Linked DNA regions of Mus musculus: region 1 is linked to region 2. A link is a contact called in public HiChIP or PLAC-seq data. All regions are on one chromosome and are shown on one strand. The core of a region is the stretch at or near the end of the contact, and the rest is flanking DNA. Distances in the headings are between cores, read along the strand shown. Region 1 overlaps Parva (parvin, alpha). Region 2 overlaps Gm39070 (a long non-coding RNA gene).

Evidence for each region. HiChIP or PLAC-seq counts read pairs in DNA pulled down with a chosen protein or histone mark.
Region 1: a contact with region 2 is called in an HNF4G HiChIP or PLAC-seq map of pancreatic cancer cells. The contact joins two enhancer-like sites. A contact is called at or near these places in 1 of 15 datasets of contacts at CTCF or cohesin (the NIH/3T3 cell line), 2 of 484 Hi-C or Micro-C datasets (embryonic fibroblasts and trophoblast stem cells) and 1 of 115 datasets of contacts at active chromatin or transcription factors (pancreatic cancer cells).

Annotation. Positions count from the first base shown.
Region 1 is chr7:112,452,839-112,458,182 of GRCm38.p6, forward strand. All of the region lies in intron 1 of Parva (parvin, alpha), which reads left to right. Gm45998 (a long non-coding RNA gene) reads left to right here. Exons shown (of 2, transcript XR_001778261.2): 1 at 1-5,344. Among named protein-coding and RNA genes, the nearest start is that of Gm45998, 4.1 kb to the left of the region's middle. Within about 2 kb of position 1,268, at least 116 of the 459 cell types and tissues checked have an H3K27ac peak or open chromatin away from gene starts, as enhancers often do. A contact at or near this core is called in the NIH/3T3 cell line, embryonic fibroblasts, pancreatic cancer cells and 1 more, where this site is marked.
Region 2 is chr7:112,200,824-112,206,134 of GRCm38.p6, forward strand. Gm39070 (a long non-coding RNA gene) reads left to right here. Exons shown (of 3, transcript XR_001778349.2): 2 at 865-968; 3 at 3,067-3,169. Among named protein-coding and RNA genes, the nearest start is that of Gm39070, 3.9 kb to the left of the region's middle. Within about 2 kb of position 3,633, at least 94 of the 459 cell types and tissues checked have an H3K27ac peak or open chromatin away from gene starts, as enhancers often do. A contact at or near this core is called in the NIH/3T3 cell line, embryonic fibroblasts, pancreatic cancer cells and 1 more, where this site is marked.

The DNA of each region.
Region 1 (5,344 bases), core at 18-2,517, 250 kb after region 2:
CATGAATTCCTTCTTTATTATTTTTTTAGGTAGAATATAAAATAATGTATTTCATCATAGTGTATGTGTATATATATACATGTATATGTGTTATAAGACTAAACTTTGTTCATATTCCCTGTGGCTGTCTTCATCTGCCCACCTTCCTTCTGCTGGTCTCCGTTACCAACCATAAATTCTTAGAAGTAGAATTGCTGTCTCAAGTTTTTTGAGTTTGAATTTAGCTATATATGTCCAGCTTGGTATTCAGGAAGGAGATGCAGGTAGTGGGGTGGCTATAAGCAAATATCCCTATACTTTATATTTCAGGGCTAAAAACAATTGTTTTTTTTTCTTCCTATGAATTCAGTCCTGCCTTCTGCATTCAGAAGGCAAGGCAGAAAGCCTGGCATTTGCCGAAGACTCTGTATAGCAAGATTTTGTTGTTGGTTTGGAGAGAGAGAGAGAGAGAGAGAGAGAGAGAGAGAGAGAGAGAGAGAGAGAGAGAGAACGAGAATGAATCAGTATACAGTCCAGGCTAGTCATGAACTTGTCACCCTCCTGCCTCAGCCTCTGAAATTCTGTGATTATAAGCATGTGGCATCCATACCTGGTTTGATGCAGCGAAGTCTGAGGCTAGCCTAGACTACATAGTGAGATTCTGACTCAAAAAAATTAAAACTTAATACAGAATTATAACTTTTCTTGTGAAGAAGACCTGTCATTTGAGTCCCCCTGAGCTCTGGTTTTGTTGGGGATGTGCCCATACATTTCTAAGTGATGAATTCCTAAGATCCTGTCTCCAGCATTTAGTGTTCACAGACATTTCTGGAGTTCAAGGCAAAAGGCCTTTGTGTTTCTAGCATTCCCTCTTCTCCCAGGCCGACTGCCTCTGGTTTCCCAGCCTTTGCCGACTGGGCTCTCTCTTGACTTTTGGGATAAATATTTAGAGATTGTGTGTTCTTGTGGCATGCTTGCCTTTGATGCAGAGGGTCCAGGGTTCTGATTGGAGGAAGCCTCTAGCCCTATGGAGATCCAAAGCTGCCAGCCAGTCGGAGCCCCTCTGCCTCTCCAGTTCTTGCAGGCAGGCGCCCTGGAAGGTTTGCAGGGCTCTCCTGCCCTCCTGCAGTGCACTTGGCTAGAGATGAGACTTAAGACTGATTTCCTTTTAGGGATAATTGTGCAGCCAACCAGCAGCAGAAAACCCAGTGACAGGGATAATGACATCCAGGGCCTTGAGAAGGAGCAGAGAGAAGGGCAGAGTGACTCATGAGCCCCTGCATCCTCCCAGAACATTCCAAGAACTGCCTGCCTGCTGAGTTCACACCCGGAGACTATTATCCTACCAGGGGCAGCAAGGCCAACTGCTGAGTGTTAGCCCCAGGGAGGGGATTGCAGATGCCCTGGAAGGAACAGCCCTGGAGTTGAATTTCCATCTTGGGAAGGAGACACACCACACTTTCCTCTTCAGCCTAGCTTCTAGGGACTGGTCCTCTGGAGGGACACAGACCTCAGAGCTGCTTGGGCCTGGCCATATCATTTGTTTCTTTGAATGTCAGTTTTCCATCTTCTAAACAGGGATCAAAAGGCCTTGAAGCAATGTTGGGGAGCGACTGAAGAAGGGTATTGTTTGACATGAGCACAGCCTTGTCAAGAACCCCAGTGTCTCAGACCCATGGAAGTGGCAAAGCGTTCCCTGGGTGAGGCTCAGAGGATGGTAGAACCTTCCTCTTGTCCATGTGTGGATACTCACAGTCGCTCCAGAAAATGCCCACTGTAACTTTCTCCCTGCTCCGCGTGCTGATGTCCTGAAGACTGCTCCCCTACACAGGCTGCTTGTGTGGAGACTAGCTAAGCCTGCCTCCTTGTTTGCCTGTGTATAATAAACATGCTGATCGTCTCTGTCAGGCCTAATCCCAGCTTTTCTCTGTATGTGTGTATTATTTCTATACAAGGATGCAACAGAGCGGTCTCTAACACAGCTAGTAATGAGTTCATGTTGGGGTCTTGGCATGCCACACAAAAATGTGTGCTGTTACTGTGCTGGTGTTTCAACCTTCCCTTTGGCCTCACCCTCCCCTAAAGCTTGGAATATACTGTAAAGAGCTTGCAGAGGTCACAGTTATATGAAATGTATATTACACAGAAAGATAGATTCATTGGATCCCATTAAATGACTAGCTGTGAGGTAGGATTTTGCTATTTTAATTACACTTATTTACTGTATGCTGTACATGCATGAGGGGTCAGAGGACAGCTTACAGGAGTCAATTCTCTCCTTCTGCTAAGTAGATCCAGGGGACCAAACTCAGGTCATCAGCCTTGGTGGCAAGCTCCTTTACCAGCTGTGCCTCTTGGTGGCCTCAGGCTTTGCTTTTATCTCCTTCTGTGTACTGAGTTACAGAGCTGGAGTAATCAGCTCACTGTAAGTGGTGGGGCCAGCATAGCATTCAAAGCAAGGCTGTCAACTCTAGGACCTAATGTCCCCTAACCATTAGGTTATCCTGCCTCTCAGCGTATCTACGTTTCCATAGGAGAGTTTTCAAGTATGAGCCAGGAAAGGATGTTTTTCTTATTCTCTTAATTAAAACAAAACAAAACAAAACAAAACAAAACAAAACAAAGAAAAAAAACCCAACTGTTACTTTTCTCAGGATAACAAGATAACATAAAGAAATGGAACTGTATACAGGAGTCTGTGTAGATTGAGTTGGGGCAGCTTTGAGGTTCTTGATTTTTGCAGACTGGATGTCCTGGGTATATGTTTGTTCCACAGCTTGGCTTTCCTGGGGCTCCAGTTGGACAACTGGAGTCAAGCTGGTTTGCACCCAACTCTATTAGATGAGTTCCGTGTGTGTGTGTGCGTGTGTGTTCCTATCTATTCATTCTAACATTCTTTTCTTATCTGTCAAGGCTTCATAACAGACACCTCACCTCACAGGCCAGGGCTGCACACACCCTGAGTCACCATCACAGACACAATCACACTTGGCACTTAGCTTATTCATCCCCAGTATTTCCCATGGGTTTTACTACTGTAGTTTTTTTTTTTCATATGAATACACATTTCTATGAACCGCCCCCCCCCCCATGGCATTTCCGGTTGCCATGCTCCCGTGAACAGGGGGATGACTTTAATTGACTGTGATGGAATAATATTCTGCCTGGAAGACATGCTGTAGCTTGCCAACTGTTCCTCCAGTAGTTAAATCTCCATGTATTTGCCATTACAGAAATGCTATGGGTATAGCTTTGTTTCTAGAAATATTTTCCCACATGTAATATTACTTCTGTAAGGGTTGATTTCATGGGATGGAATTACTGAGTTAAACATTAAGAAATTAGAAATTTCCCCCCTTCTCTGGTGGTGGTGGTGACTAATTATTTATTTTTTTAACACTCTTGCTGCATAGCCCAGATTGACCTCAAATCAAGATCCCTCTGTCCTGGGCTCCTAACTACTTGAATTGCCACAGAGCCCAGTTTACTTTGTGAAGCCTAGGCTAGTATAAACTTCTCTTATAGCTGAAGCTGACCTTGAACTCGTGATCTTCCTGCCTCTACCTTCTGAAGTCTGAGATTATAGGCATGCCCCACCATGCCTGGCTCACATGTTTCCCAAGCTGACTTTCTGGGCTGCTGGCGTGTCTCCATCAGAGTGCATGGCACGTCTGACACCCCCCCCCCCAGCTGCTCTCTGTGCGTACCTGTCATTTCTTCACTCCCCGTCTTCTCAGTCGAGTCAGTTCCAAAGCTGTTCAGGTTGTGGCACTTGACCCACTGGGCCAATTCCCCCATCCTCTGGCTCATACATCCCTCATTAGATACTAACAAATTATTTTCTAAGATATGTGGCAATGCACACTCCTGCAGCCCTCTGCCAGAGCACCGGGTTAAGGGTGCCCTTTCTGCCTTTGTTCGTAAAGTTTAGTTAATGGGAACAGTCTTAATTGCTTTTATTGGCATTTCTTTGATGACCGGCAAGGTTAAACATTTTCTGTGCTTATCACCACTTCCATGTTCTTTATACTCTGATGAGCACTAGAGTGAAAACTTAAGACTTTGAACAAACTTCAAAGTACCTTAAATCGGAGGCCAAAGTAACCCTGGGCACAAAGTCTCTGCATAGTGATGCCCGTTATCCCTAGAGTCTGTGTTCTTGCCATGTCTCCTGCTGCCATGTTCTCCCTGGTGTCTCGAAGACCATCATGGGGACTCCTTTTATGACCTTTATAGCTGTTGTGCTTAGAGGCTCCCTCCCCCCTTTCCTCCCTCAAGCCCTCACTTGTGCTGAGCCAATGCTCAACCACTGAGATAGATCCTCGGTACTGTTCCTTCCCTTCAGAACACCCCACCCAAGCTCATGCCAAGTACTCCTCACCCATAATGCAACTCCTCACCCATAATGCCCCAGTGGCTTTACTTCCACATCTCCTATGATTTCCTCAACCATCCCCCTCCCTCTCTCACTTAAAGGAGTTGACCTTTTTTTTTTTGAAACATTAATTGCTGCCCTAATGAGTCCATTTTTGTGCCTACTTCTCAGTTTGACATTTCTGATGTCCAGTAGGAAGACCATTTGAAAACTAGGTGGCTTAGTAAACTCTTAAGTGACTTCAGTGTGCTCTGCTTACAGAGCGGGCAAAGGGAGGCTCGAGGAGGCCCTTGAGCAGAGGTGGAATCCAGCAATATCAGTTGACCTATATGCTCAGTGTATGTTCCCTGGGGATATTTATGGAAGATTCATTTCCTCTTTATTAATTCAAGAAACTACTTGTCAACGAGACATGATTTCTCAATGTACCCAGAGTACAGCTATTGAAAGAAGATTCATGCCAGTGCAGGGTGTGGTTGGGACAGGAGACCCAACACACATTCCATCCAGGTCCACCTCGGAAAGTAGCCTATCCCACTCCCTGGGCTGGTAGACATTTTAATTTTAATATTGTTTTTTTCAGTTGCTTGTAGTGTGTGTGTGTGTGTGTGTGTGTGTGTGTGTGTGTGTGTGTGCGCGCGTGCATGAATAGCCAGAGAACATCCTTGAGTGTCATTCCTGGGGTACTATCTACCTTATTGTTAGTTGTCTCTTGATGTTCAAGAGAAGAGATTTTTATACGCTTATTTCATGTAGTTTCATGCACTAAGCAACATCTTGGAAAACAGAATAAATGTGTCCAGGTTTATTTCCACAGACACACACATCCCTTACTCTCACTAAACAAACCGAGCCTCCTTCTGGGCTGTTGTAGCATGTGGTATAATCAGCTGTTCAAGCAGCAGGCCTGCTAGCCCACCATTTACTATGGTCTTGCTTCATCACCGTGGCTTGGAGGAGAGGGTTGCCAGCACCTCAGCAGTATGGCCT
Region 2 (5,311 bases), core at 2,383-4,882:
AGTGACCTTCCCCTGACTCCCAGTAACTGTTTCTTCCCTCAGCCCCTCTTGCCTCATCATCTTTATGCAGACAGTTCTATACTGCGTGGTCAGCCCTCAGTAAACAGTTCTTCACGAATGCTCTCCAAGCTAGCCAAGATGAGCCCTGTTGCTTTGTGCTGGGTCCCTCAGTGACTCAGCTCCCCTAATCAAACCCTTCTGTGATGAAGCCCATGCTAAAGATCTTGGGAAGGAGGTCTCTCATCGTGCAGCCCCATCTGGCCTCGCCTCCACCCCCACCCCCACCCCCACCCCAGGCTTGCCACTGGCCAAGGCTCACTGTAGAACTGACTCCTCCCGAGCCACTTGCCCTTGTTCTCAGCAATTCCCATTCCTCACACTCTTCCTTGGTCTGTGTCCCACTCTCCCTTCCTCAGCCTCACAGGGCCATGTTTTAAGACTTCATATAGAGATGCTAATGGTCTTGTCTAGTACAGGGTCCACAGACTGGTACTTACCCGGTAAATACAGGACAAATGAGCAATCCCTTGTAGAGGTCTGTTGAGCAAGAATTTCTGAGAGCCTGGCACTTTCCTTCAAGGTCCAGTGTCACTCAGAGGTGTGTTTAGATGTGGCTGAATACCTTTTATTTTATTTTTCTTTTTAAAATTTATTTTATTTTATCTTGAGGCAAGGTCTCTGTGGCAGTTTGAATGAGAAATGTCCCCATAGGCTTGGGTGTTCGAACACTTTGGTATCCAGTTGGTGATGCTATTTGGAGAGGTCTTGGAAGTGTAGCCTTGCTGGAGGAACTATCTCAGGCAGGCTCTGAGAGTTTACACCCTTCTCCACTTCTGGTTAGTTCTCTCTGCTTTGCTCCTACAGTCGAGGATGTAAGCGTCCTGACCATTGTGTCTGCTGCTACAATTCCCCGCCATGATGGACTCTTCTCTTTCTGGAGCTATAAGTTCAAGTAAACGTTCCCTTCTGTAAGTTGCCTTGGTATTTTATCACCACAACAGAAAAGTAACTACTACAGTCTTTTTTTTTTTTAAAGAAATATTTATTTACATTTATTTTATCTATAGGAGTATACTGTAGCTGTCTTCAGACACACCAGAGGAGGGCATCAGACCCCATAACAGATGGTTGTGAGCCACCATGTGGTTGCTGGGAATTGAACTTAGGACCTCTGGAAGAGCAGTCAGTGCTCTTAACCTCTGAGCCATCTCTCCAGCCTCTACTACAGTACTTTTATGTGGCCCTGGCTGACTTGGAACCTCCCAGGTAGAAGAAAGCAGCCTTGAACTTGCAGCAGTCCTCTAGCCTCTGCCTCCTGAGGGCTGGTATTATGGGCTTTCACTGACACTTCCATGCCCATCTGTACATTTAAGTGAAAGGCTTTGATGCTAATGCCACCCTCAGGCTTGTCGTTTTCTGTCTTGGGTTTTGGGATGAACAGAAGAGCTAGAGCCAGTTTCTGAGCTCTGAGTTATGCAATCGTGATCAAAGCTAAGGCAGGAGCACAGGCATGGTCCCCATCAGCAGCTTTGATGACTCCTGGGTGAGTCACTGTTGGAAAAACAGAGCGGGAGATAGTCTATGTAATCAAGAAGAAATCCTTTCCCATGGGGCATTCTCCCTGGTAAATGATTGTCTGCCAGGAGCCTTTGCGATCCTTTGCCCAGCTGCAGAGCTGATGGGGGCTGGGGATTGTCTGGAGAGTCACCTGAGGGGATGGGCTAGCAGTCTTGGGGATACTTCTCAGGGCCCCCCCTGTTCAAGAGGAACAGCTGGCCGGCCGAGTTATCTCTACCATCCTTCTTTGCTCTTATGTTGGGTAGCTGAAAAAGAAGTTTGTAGAAGAAACTCAGCCCTACTGCCTGGTGGGTGTCTGTGGGAGAGGAGCTGGGGGGGGGGTTGATGTTTTTCTTTTAAGAGGGAGAGAAGGGAGGAGGAAGACGGAAGAGGAGAAGGGGAGGAAGGAGGAAGAGAAAGAGGAGCTTAGCTGAAGGTAATCTTTTTCAGATGCTCTTTGTTTCAAGACCTACAACTGTAGCCCTAAGGAGAGAGAGTTTGTGCTGGGTGCTCACACCCCTTCTCCCCAATATCCCATTCCCCTGGGACTTGGTCTCCTGGTCCTCAGCCCTGGCAGAGGCAAGCTTATCTTTGACTAAGCCTGACTCAGCCACCCCTGATGGCGTCTTCTGGGCTATTGCCCTTCCCAGGATGTAATCGTGTATGCTCTGTGGGCAGACGGTCTGTAACAAATTTCTTAGGATGGAAACCAAATGACTATAAAAATAGTTGGGCCAGATTGCTGGAATGCACCACGGCTCAGGAGTAGCCCGGGGATGTCTGAGCCCAAGCTAGTGGCTGGCAAATGAGGCTCATACCCACTTTCTTCCATCCTGTCTACCTCAAGGTACCCATTGCATGTCAGCTCCAAATGGGAACAGAGGATGATGCGAGCTCGGGCACCTTCTTAGAGGCTCGCTTTTAGTATGCATTTCCAGAAAGCTTCCTGGTACAGATCAGATACTCCCTGACTTACCTGGCCCACCCGAGGTTGGCATCAGAAGCCAAAGTTCCAAGGGAGACAGCGTGGAATGAGCCATCTCCACAGCTCCCAGAAGCTTTGTTCAAGGGACAAGTCCCCTTTTGGGGTGACTGGGGAGTGGTAAAGCCAATTTCGAATGAGTTTAGTCTCTAGAATGCTGGCCACCTGAAGATGTGGTTTTCAACTAGAACGTTCCCCTTTCCTGTCCCTCCTTTGTCCCTGGAGGACTCAGGTTGGAAGCCCTGCTCTCCCCTCCTTCACCAGGGATTGCTAAAGGTGGGTCAAACAGTCAAGGAGGCCAGAAGATGTTGGTGGCTGTGATGGGTAATACTGATGGTCAGCTTTCCAGAACATAGAATTGAAGAGACAACCCCCTGGGTGTGTCGTCTGTAAGGGGCTTTTCTAGATACAGTTAACTGAGGTGGGAAGGCCCCGCCCTGATGTCAGATGGCACCAATCCTACTGCACAAAAAGGGGAAAGCTAGCTGAACCCCAGCTATTCATCTCTCTTTGTTTCCTAACTGCAGATGCAACATGCTGGACCAGCTGGCTCACCCTATCATGATGGAGTGAGCCAAAATGAAAATAAACGGGCCCATCTTTCAAGTTGTTTTTGTCAAGCATTTTGTCACAGCCAAAGCAACACAGTGGCCTTATGGAGAGTCTTGGCAATGGATACCTTGACACCTGGTCCAAGGTATTCATTCCAGGCCAGAGACAGCAGGAGCAACGACACAGGAAAGCAAAAGGGCTTGGAGGTGGAGCTTTGTCAAACCCTGGCCCAGTCTCCTCTTCCTCCCTGGGTGCAGGAGCTGCTCATGCGCCTGTGAGCACAAAAGTCAGCGAGGCAGGGAGTTCCCATCAAATGCAACTGGTTAGATCCTGGGACCAGCCATGCATGGGAAGGTCTGAGTATGAAGGCGTTTGCTTGCTTGTTTGTTTGTTTGTTTGTTTGTTTGTTTGTTTGTTTTGCACAAACTAAATTAAAGGCAAGGATGGGACATGTGCGAAGGATCCTGAGCACTGCTGCAGCAGGAAGCCTCCGTTTGTGAGGCAGTGAAATCACCGTATATGGCCTGAGAGGAAATCCTCAGCAAAGATGCAAATAGGTCACCAAGTAATAGCAAAACTATGCAGCTGACTGGAGATGCTGTGCAGCCTCTGCAGCTGAGCAAACTCCAGGACCAAGAGGGCCACAGAGGATGGGGCACAGGAGACTCTCCCTTGTGCCGCTGCCCCCCCCCAGCCAGTGTCTAGCCCCCTCGTCCTATCTCCCCATTGGGATCTGTCCCTAGTCTCTCCAGAGTCCCCTTGTTCCAAGTGGCTGAGATCAGGCAGGGACAGGAGTTTGTTGGACTCTTGCTGGTGACTAATGCAGTACTTGAACAGGAAACAGACTGCAAAAGACTTAGGAGACACTATAATTAGCTCATGTCCTAAAAACACTCACTTGGGAAGAAATGGAATTAACACACTGGGAGGAGGAGGAGATACAGCTCCCAAGCAAGCTGAGGCATCATCCAGGAAGTGAGCCTTCCTCCTAGGCAGCTGCCACACTGAGTGTACCCAGCTCTGCTCCCGGAGCCGACCACCAAGCAAGCCCTGCTTACTGCCAATAAGATTGTCTGTGGTTCTGGATAAGCCAGATTCACAGGGACGTGATATACTAGGATATGCATGAAGGACTGAGATTCGGAGTTCAAGAGGGTGAAGGCTCTTGCTTTGGGCTATTACGGATTGTATGTAAACATTTTCTCATAGGCTCATGTGCTGGAGCACCTGGTCTCCAGCTGGTGGCTCTGTTTTGGGAGACTGTGGAGCCCATAGGGGCCATGGTCTAGAAGGAGGAAGTGGATCTTTAGTGGCTTTCCATATCCTTTTCCAGTAGATTCCTTCTCAACTTCATGTCTTTGGTCATAACCTACTAAGTATAGTGAGTTATGTATAGTGGGGCCACATCCTTAAGGAAGATTGATTCACATTACTGTGACAAAATATCTGGGGGGGGGAGGGACAACTTAAGTGGGGGGTGGGTGTTTTGGCTCACAGTTTGAGGATATATAGTCCATCACCACGGGAAACCATACATCTGGCCCATGGTCACAGGAACACCTGGCAGCCTCTTTGTACCTTGTATCACTAACTGCAGAGCACATACAGAAACCTTCATTTAACCCTCCAGGCCCTCTGCCCAGAGGCCTACTGCAACTATCAACTGCTAATAGCTCTTCAGTAAGGCGCGGGACCTGGGAAACTCTGGCTGGTTTGATCCTGTGCAGGTAAGGACAGCAGATGTAAGTTCACAAGTACAGTCGCCATATCACGTCCAGATGGCAGCATAAAACAGAGCTCCCCCCCCCATCCTCCTCTGTGATGTTCCCTGAGCCTTGGGGCGTGGGTGACAGGGTAGGGCTGGGTTGATATAGATGTCCCATTTGATGTTCAGCATTCTTGTTAAGTATTTGGACACAGTTACAAGAAAAAAATAAGATCCCGGAGAAGCACAAAGTAGAGGTGATGATACTTTAAGAAAATCTCTTCTGATTGCTTCAGATTCCTCTATAAGCCAGGCTGCAGTGATCCTAGCAGCCTGAATCCAGTGATGGAGTAGAGAGCAAGTCAAGAGAATTGGCCTTGGATAAAGGGCAACTTGGGGTTATAATACTCGCCAGGACACTGAGTTACAAGGTCCCTTAGAGTGGACATTAGTAAGACTGTTGTCTTTTTGTGTGTGTGTTTTTTTTCCTAGTCTGCGGGACTTCAAATCTTTTA